Regions from separate parts of the Zea mays genome. Here region 1 is linked to region 2. A link is a contact called in public Hi-C data. All regions are on one chromosome and are shown on one strand. Each heading gives the region's core, a stretch centred on a gene start, on an enhancer-like site or on the middle of the called end of the contact. The rest is flanking DNA. Distances are from core to core; before and after follow the strand shown. Region 1 holds the start of LOC100282651 (wound/stress protein). Region 2 holds the start of LOC100283529.

Region 1 (2,700 bases), core at 165-2,664, 140 kb before region 2:
TGCCTTATATTTTATGACTACTAGGGCAAGGACAATATGAATCACCCATACATGGTCCATGTAAACAGGATTATTACATGAACTATAGAACATGGTTGTTATGATTCAATATGTGGATCCCACGTTCATACTAATACAAAATCAGCACAGTCGGTGCTAATCCCATGGAACAGTCTTAATCCTCCAGTTAGCATCTTTGTTTATTTTCTTTCTCTTTCTCTAGTCGTCCGTTGTCCTATGATGCACCGTAATCTTGTGGATTTTTTTCTTGAGGTGCATTGCCACAAATGTTGTGGTCAAATTCTGTAGTAGAACTTGCTTATGACATTTTTTTCCTTTTATATTGTGGGTACTAGAGAGAGTTTTATTTTCATTTAATGAAGCGCCACACATCGAAAATATAGCGAGGCTTCACTTATTATAGCGTCTTGCTTTGATAACATATCTGGTGTACATGAAAGTTTAGTATACATGGTGCACATATTAAATCATCATCAATCACCTTAAATCTAACGTCTCAAGTTGTTTGGTATATTGTGCTAAGAACACCCTCCGACGTGGTGGGGTGTAGTGGTGGAAGGTGTTATTTGTAAATTACAATGATTAACCAGAAACGTTAAATCTTTGATAGATAATGATTATTTAATATGTGCACTGGATATGTTCTCATATGCTTTATCCCTTTACGTTGGAAACTAAGGTCCTTTACCTCTAAAATTAATATTTAATCAGCTAATAAACTAGCCAACTATTAATTGTACTTTTCAAATAGCTATTAGTTGTTAGCTCCTTCGACCCAGCTAAAATTAATCAGCCACCAACTTATTCGCTAATTCATTTAGTTGTGGGCTGTAATAATTTGGCCTGAAGCCTCATCTATGAGTGCGAAAGACGGACTTGTTACTTTATCTAAAAACAATTAGCTCTAATGGTTCGGAACGGGTCTAAGTAAAACTTCACTAAAAACAATTTATTTCATAACATTGTTATGCGATTATTTAATTGGTAGGCATATGAAACTGTACAATAGAACTATGCATTATAGATCTTATTTTATTATCTATAAACTACTCTATAAGTTACGATTAAAAACAGTGGATGGCCAAGGCCCAAGGTGATTGAGCATTGTTACCGCTATAATTCGTACAAGACGGTGAGTGGGGGGTGGTGACAGTGACAATATCGTGCACACATGACACACCCGCTCAGCTTGTACGACAGCAGGTGAGATGGGCCCCATCTGCCCATGAATTTCTCCTTTGAATAATCCTCCAGATCGCTCGATGCATGGATCCGTGTCAAATGGGCGGACATTACTCTGATCGGATCGGACCAGCGCCACAGTGACAAGTGGACCCCACAAGGCCACAAACACAAAAACTACACTTCGGTGTCCCTATATGAATATGATCCGCATACCCCCATTCCCCGAAGGCCGAGCTCATCCAATCCAGTCGCCTGATTGCATTGGGATCCCATGGCCAAGCTCGCCGTCCTCCTCCTCCTCCTCGCCGTGGCCGCGTCCGCCACAGTGCCGGCGCACGGCCGCGATACCCCGACTGAGATCAAGGTAACCAACTGCCCGCCCGTCCTTTCATGCGTCTCTTGACATGCATCCCCTGTCGGGTCCGTCCATGCGGTGGATCCGTCATCCCTGTCGTCGCACTCGCAGCTCATCAAAGGCACGGACGCCTCCGGCGTGGGCGACGACAGCATGGAGTGCGTGTACACGGTGTTCATCCGGACGGGGTCGATCTTGAAGGCCGGGACGGACGCGAACGTCACGCTGGAGCTGGCCGCCGCGGACGGCAACGGCGTGGGGATCTCGAACCTGCCCGCCTGGGGCGGGCTCATGGGGCAGGGCTACTCCTACTTCGAGCGCAGCAACCTGGACATCTTCAGCGGCCGCGGGCCCTGCATGGCGAAGGCGCCGTGCTGGATGCGGCTGGCCACCGACGGCACCGGCGACCACCACGGGTGGTACTGCAACTACGTGGAAGTCACCACCACGGGCCCGCACAAGGGGTGCGGGCAGCAGCTGTTCACCGTCGAGCAGTGGCTCGCCACCGACGCCCCGCCCTTCAAGCTCGAGGCCGTTCGCGACTACTGCAGCGGCGACGCCAAGGGCGCCTCGGCGGCGTGACGTGGCCGGCGGCCGGTAGAGGAGAGCACAGCACACACGCCTGGACTGGACCTGCTGGGTGGCTTGGTTTGGTTGGTTGGTGACGAGTCGTAATAAGTTGTGGGCGCATGGGCGCCGCGCTCGTGAGTGGCGTGCGCCACGATGCATGCGTGTATGGTGATGAACTGAATTGGAGCCGTGCAGCAAGTCGAATAATCGGGAGCCACCTCGCGTGATGTGTAGTGGCTAGTTTTTGTACATGGACGTGTTGGATCTTGATCCATGTTTTGATCTGATCTTTGAGAAATGGTAATCCGCGTTATCATGCGTGTTTCTTGCTGCTGGCAATGCTTGGATACCGACTGAAGTTCCTCCAAGATCTTTATCATGGACAGCACCGTCCTTGATTTTCATCCTAGTTGAGGAATTATTCGGCATTTCGGCTGGCGAAAAAAAATGCGTGGTTTTCCAAATAAATTGGCTCTAGAGATCTAGATCTAGTATTCGGAATTGGCACAGCACACAGCAGCATCATTGGATCAGGAAATTTATTTTTCTTTTTTCTTTTTTCTTTTCCA
Region 2 (2,700 bases), core at 117-2,616:
CAACCGCGGAATTTCTCAGATGGGGCCATGCATTAGACCAGTTGTGCTAACCGAAATCCGCCATATCAATGTTGAGAAGACTACTTTTATGTATCGGCAGTACCGTCGTCTGATCAGTAACATATTGTATTTATGATGCACAGTAAGCTTAGAATGGAACCAAAATCTAACCAAATTAAAAAAAAAAATATGCATTCATGCATCAGTAAGTTCGCACGATGCAGGAAATCAGTAAAAAGTTTCCCACGGAGTAAGACGACGACCGCGTGCAGCCATTTTGAGTTGCCGCAACAAAAAGTCCCATTTAGCTTGGGTAGGTATTGGGTCCACCCAGCCAGTTCCATGATCACATCCCTCTCAATCATGAAGCTAGTGCCAGCAGTAAGGGATATTTCCTTTCGGAAGCTTCAGCATGGCATGAACCAGGTAGGCGCCGGTTTTACAGATAATACTGGCACGGCATTTCGCAGCCGTTTCTTGTGAGCCATGTGGAATTCATGCTTGGTTTTTATGTCCTTTTTATGTGCCGTGCAGCTTGATCTGGCGACCAGAGGACGCATAAGGGACTCCCTGTACCGGTTGGCCAGCAGTCTTGAACAAAGGCACTGTGGAGGATTGGGATCCTCGGGTTCAAATAGGTAATACTCATATTGCAACTTTTTCTTGGATAGATCATAGATGGCATGCATGTTCTGACGTTAATTCGTGGAATCACTGTACCCTGATCCACAGTTTCAGGTGCTGAATTTGTTGATAGTGTTACGCATGGCAGGTTCGCGTCGGGCGGCGGCGGATTTGCCGAGACGCAGGCGGACCCCATGGATCGGTCAGTGGCACGGCTCCTTCTGCAGAAACCCTCCTACCGGAAGACTGCCCCGCCGCACCGGAGACCTTAGCTAGTCGCCTCTTGCATCAGTGCAAGGGTTGTATACCTCATTCCTACTGCTACTCTGAAAGCCCCCTGAACTAGCATGGATGTAGAGAAAGTTCCCCTGTATAATATGCTGCTGCCTAGATGTAGCTTCTAACGTACAACGTCAGTTATGAGAGAGAAAGACTATCTTACCCCTGTTTCACGTGTAGCACCTTCAATGTATTAATAGTGATATTTTACTGTACACTTTTTTTTTTCTACATAGCACCGTTTTCTTATATTGAATATTTTTCTATATAAAACTCACTCGCAGTAATCAAGTCGAGTTGTACCTTTTCATTTTTAATAAAATTTCTCAGTAGCCTCCTGATCTTTTAAAAAAAACTCACTCGCAAAAAAAAACTTTAGAACTCGGATGTCGGAATGGCTAACCATCCACTGACTGGTAGGGCCGCATAGGATGGTCGACTTCGGCTCTACATGTCGCCTCCCCCGCGCACGGTGAGCCGCTGCTGCCGGCGTTGCGTACCCGCTAACCGCCGCGGACAAGGCCACCACGACGTCACAGAAAAAGGGAAGGGGTCGAAATATCCAATCGAGACCCACCACCGAACGAGTCCAAATCCGCTCGTCTCCCCTCGAAGTCACTCCCTCCAGCCCTCGCCGGCTCCGCGTCCTCCGGCTCTCCCACCCGAGCCGAGACCACCCATCCAAGCGCGCGCAGCTCCGGAAGCGACAGGGCCGGACGAGCGCCTCCCAAATTTAGCAGCCGCGGAGCGCGTGGGCGTGGGTCCGTAAGGAGGGTCGATGGGGTACCTGCCGTCCCTGAGCAGCAAGGCGGCGCACTTCGTGTCCGACCTCACCACCGTCATCCTCAGCCCCGTCTCCGAGCGCGAGACGTCCCACCTCCCCGTGAGACACCGGATCCGAGCTCCCTTCCTCTCCCCTCTCGCGTAGGCGATTCGGTCCTGTTTTTTTTTTTCCAATTGGGGTCTCGCTCGCGCTCCGGATTCGGGCGGTTGGGCGACTCGGGCTGTGACATCCGCTCGGGTGAAGAGCGATTTCGCACCTGGGACGTCCTATCGATAGGGTTTGGTGCGCGATTCCTGAGGTTTTAGTGTTGATTGCTGCTAATTAGGACAGGCTTTGGTTGGTGGAACTGTTGCTACCTGGCAAGCGCTCTTGTTTTGTTCATGCTTAGGATTTGCTTCTTCTGATATGAGCTTATTCAGAAATCGGCGCTCCAATACAGTTAGAGCTGTTCACTGGGTCAGACAATCTGTGTTCGTGAAATAATTTTGGTTTAAGGATGTTTAGATCATTAGATGCCTATGATATGCGAAGGACGCACTGAAATAGGTTTACTCCATCAATGTCGCATTTCCTTTGTGTTTTCACTTGTCATGTAGGAAAGTTCTGATGGAAATCAAGTTCTATCCGCCCTTGGTTACATTTCAGTCTAGTCTTTTTATGATGTCATTGGCTGGCTGATAGATGTAGCTGCAAGGCCAAAGTTGATCAGATGTTTCTTTTGGTAGCTTTCCATTTCTTTATTCTCTGTCTTTTACTCTTTCATGCTGTAGTAAGTTGCATGTCGTCGGATGATGATTGCTGTACATGTGTTTGGTTCCAGTTAGTGCTAGCACTTACTCTTAACCATGCCAGGTTTTCAGTCATCATCTCATGTTATTGAAAGTTTAGATTTCAATTTCTTTGGAATTTTGCAGGAGGTTGACGAAGTGCTAGAAAATTTGGACGATGATAAAGATTCCGAGCACAATTCCGATAGCCTTGATGGCCCTGACACATCTTCCTTTAGAGCATTC

Evidence for each region. A called contact is a pair of places that touch in the nucleus more often than the background predicts.
Region 1: a Hi-C map of tassel shows a contact between it and region 2, with 2.3 times the contacts expected there. The contact joins the promoter of LOC100282651 here to the promoter of LOC100283529 in region 2. A contact is called at or near these places in 2 of 25 Hi-C or Micro-C datasets (ear and tassel).

The regions. Positions count from the first base shown.
Region 1 is chr4:185,718,705-185,721,404 of Zm-B73-REFERENCE-NAM-5.0, reverse strand. It overlaps LOC100282651 (wound/stress protein), which reads left to right and starts at 1,414. Exons shown (of 2, transcript NM_001155559.2): 1 at 1,414-1,570; 2 at 1,673-2,447. The coding sequence starts at 1,478. The coding sequence ends at 2,143.
Region 2 is chr4:185,578,593-185,581,292 of Zm-B73-REFERENCE-NAM-5.0, reverse strand. It overlaps LOC100283529, which reads left to right and starts at 1,366. Exons shown (of 8, transcript NM_001156429.2): 1 at 1,366-1,786; 2 at 2,602-2,700. The coding sequence starts at 1,682.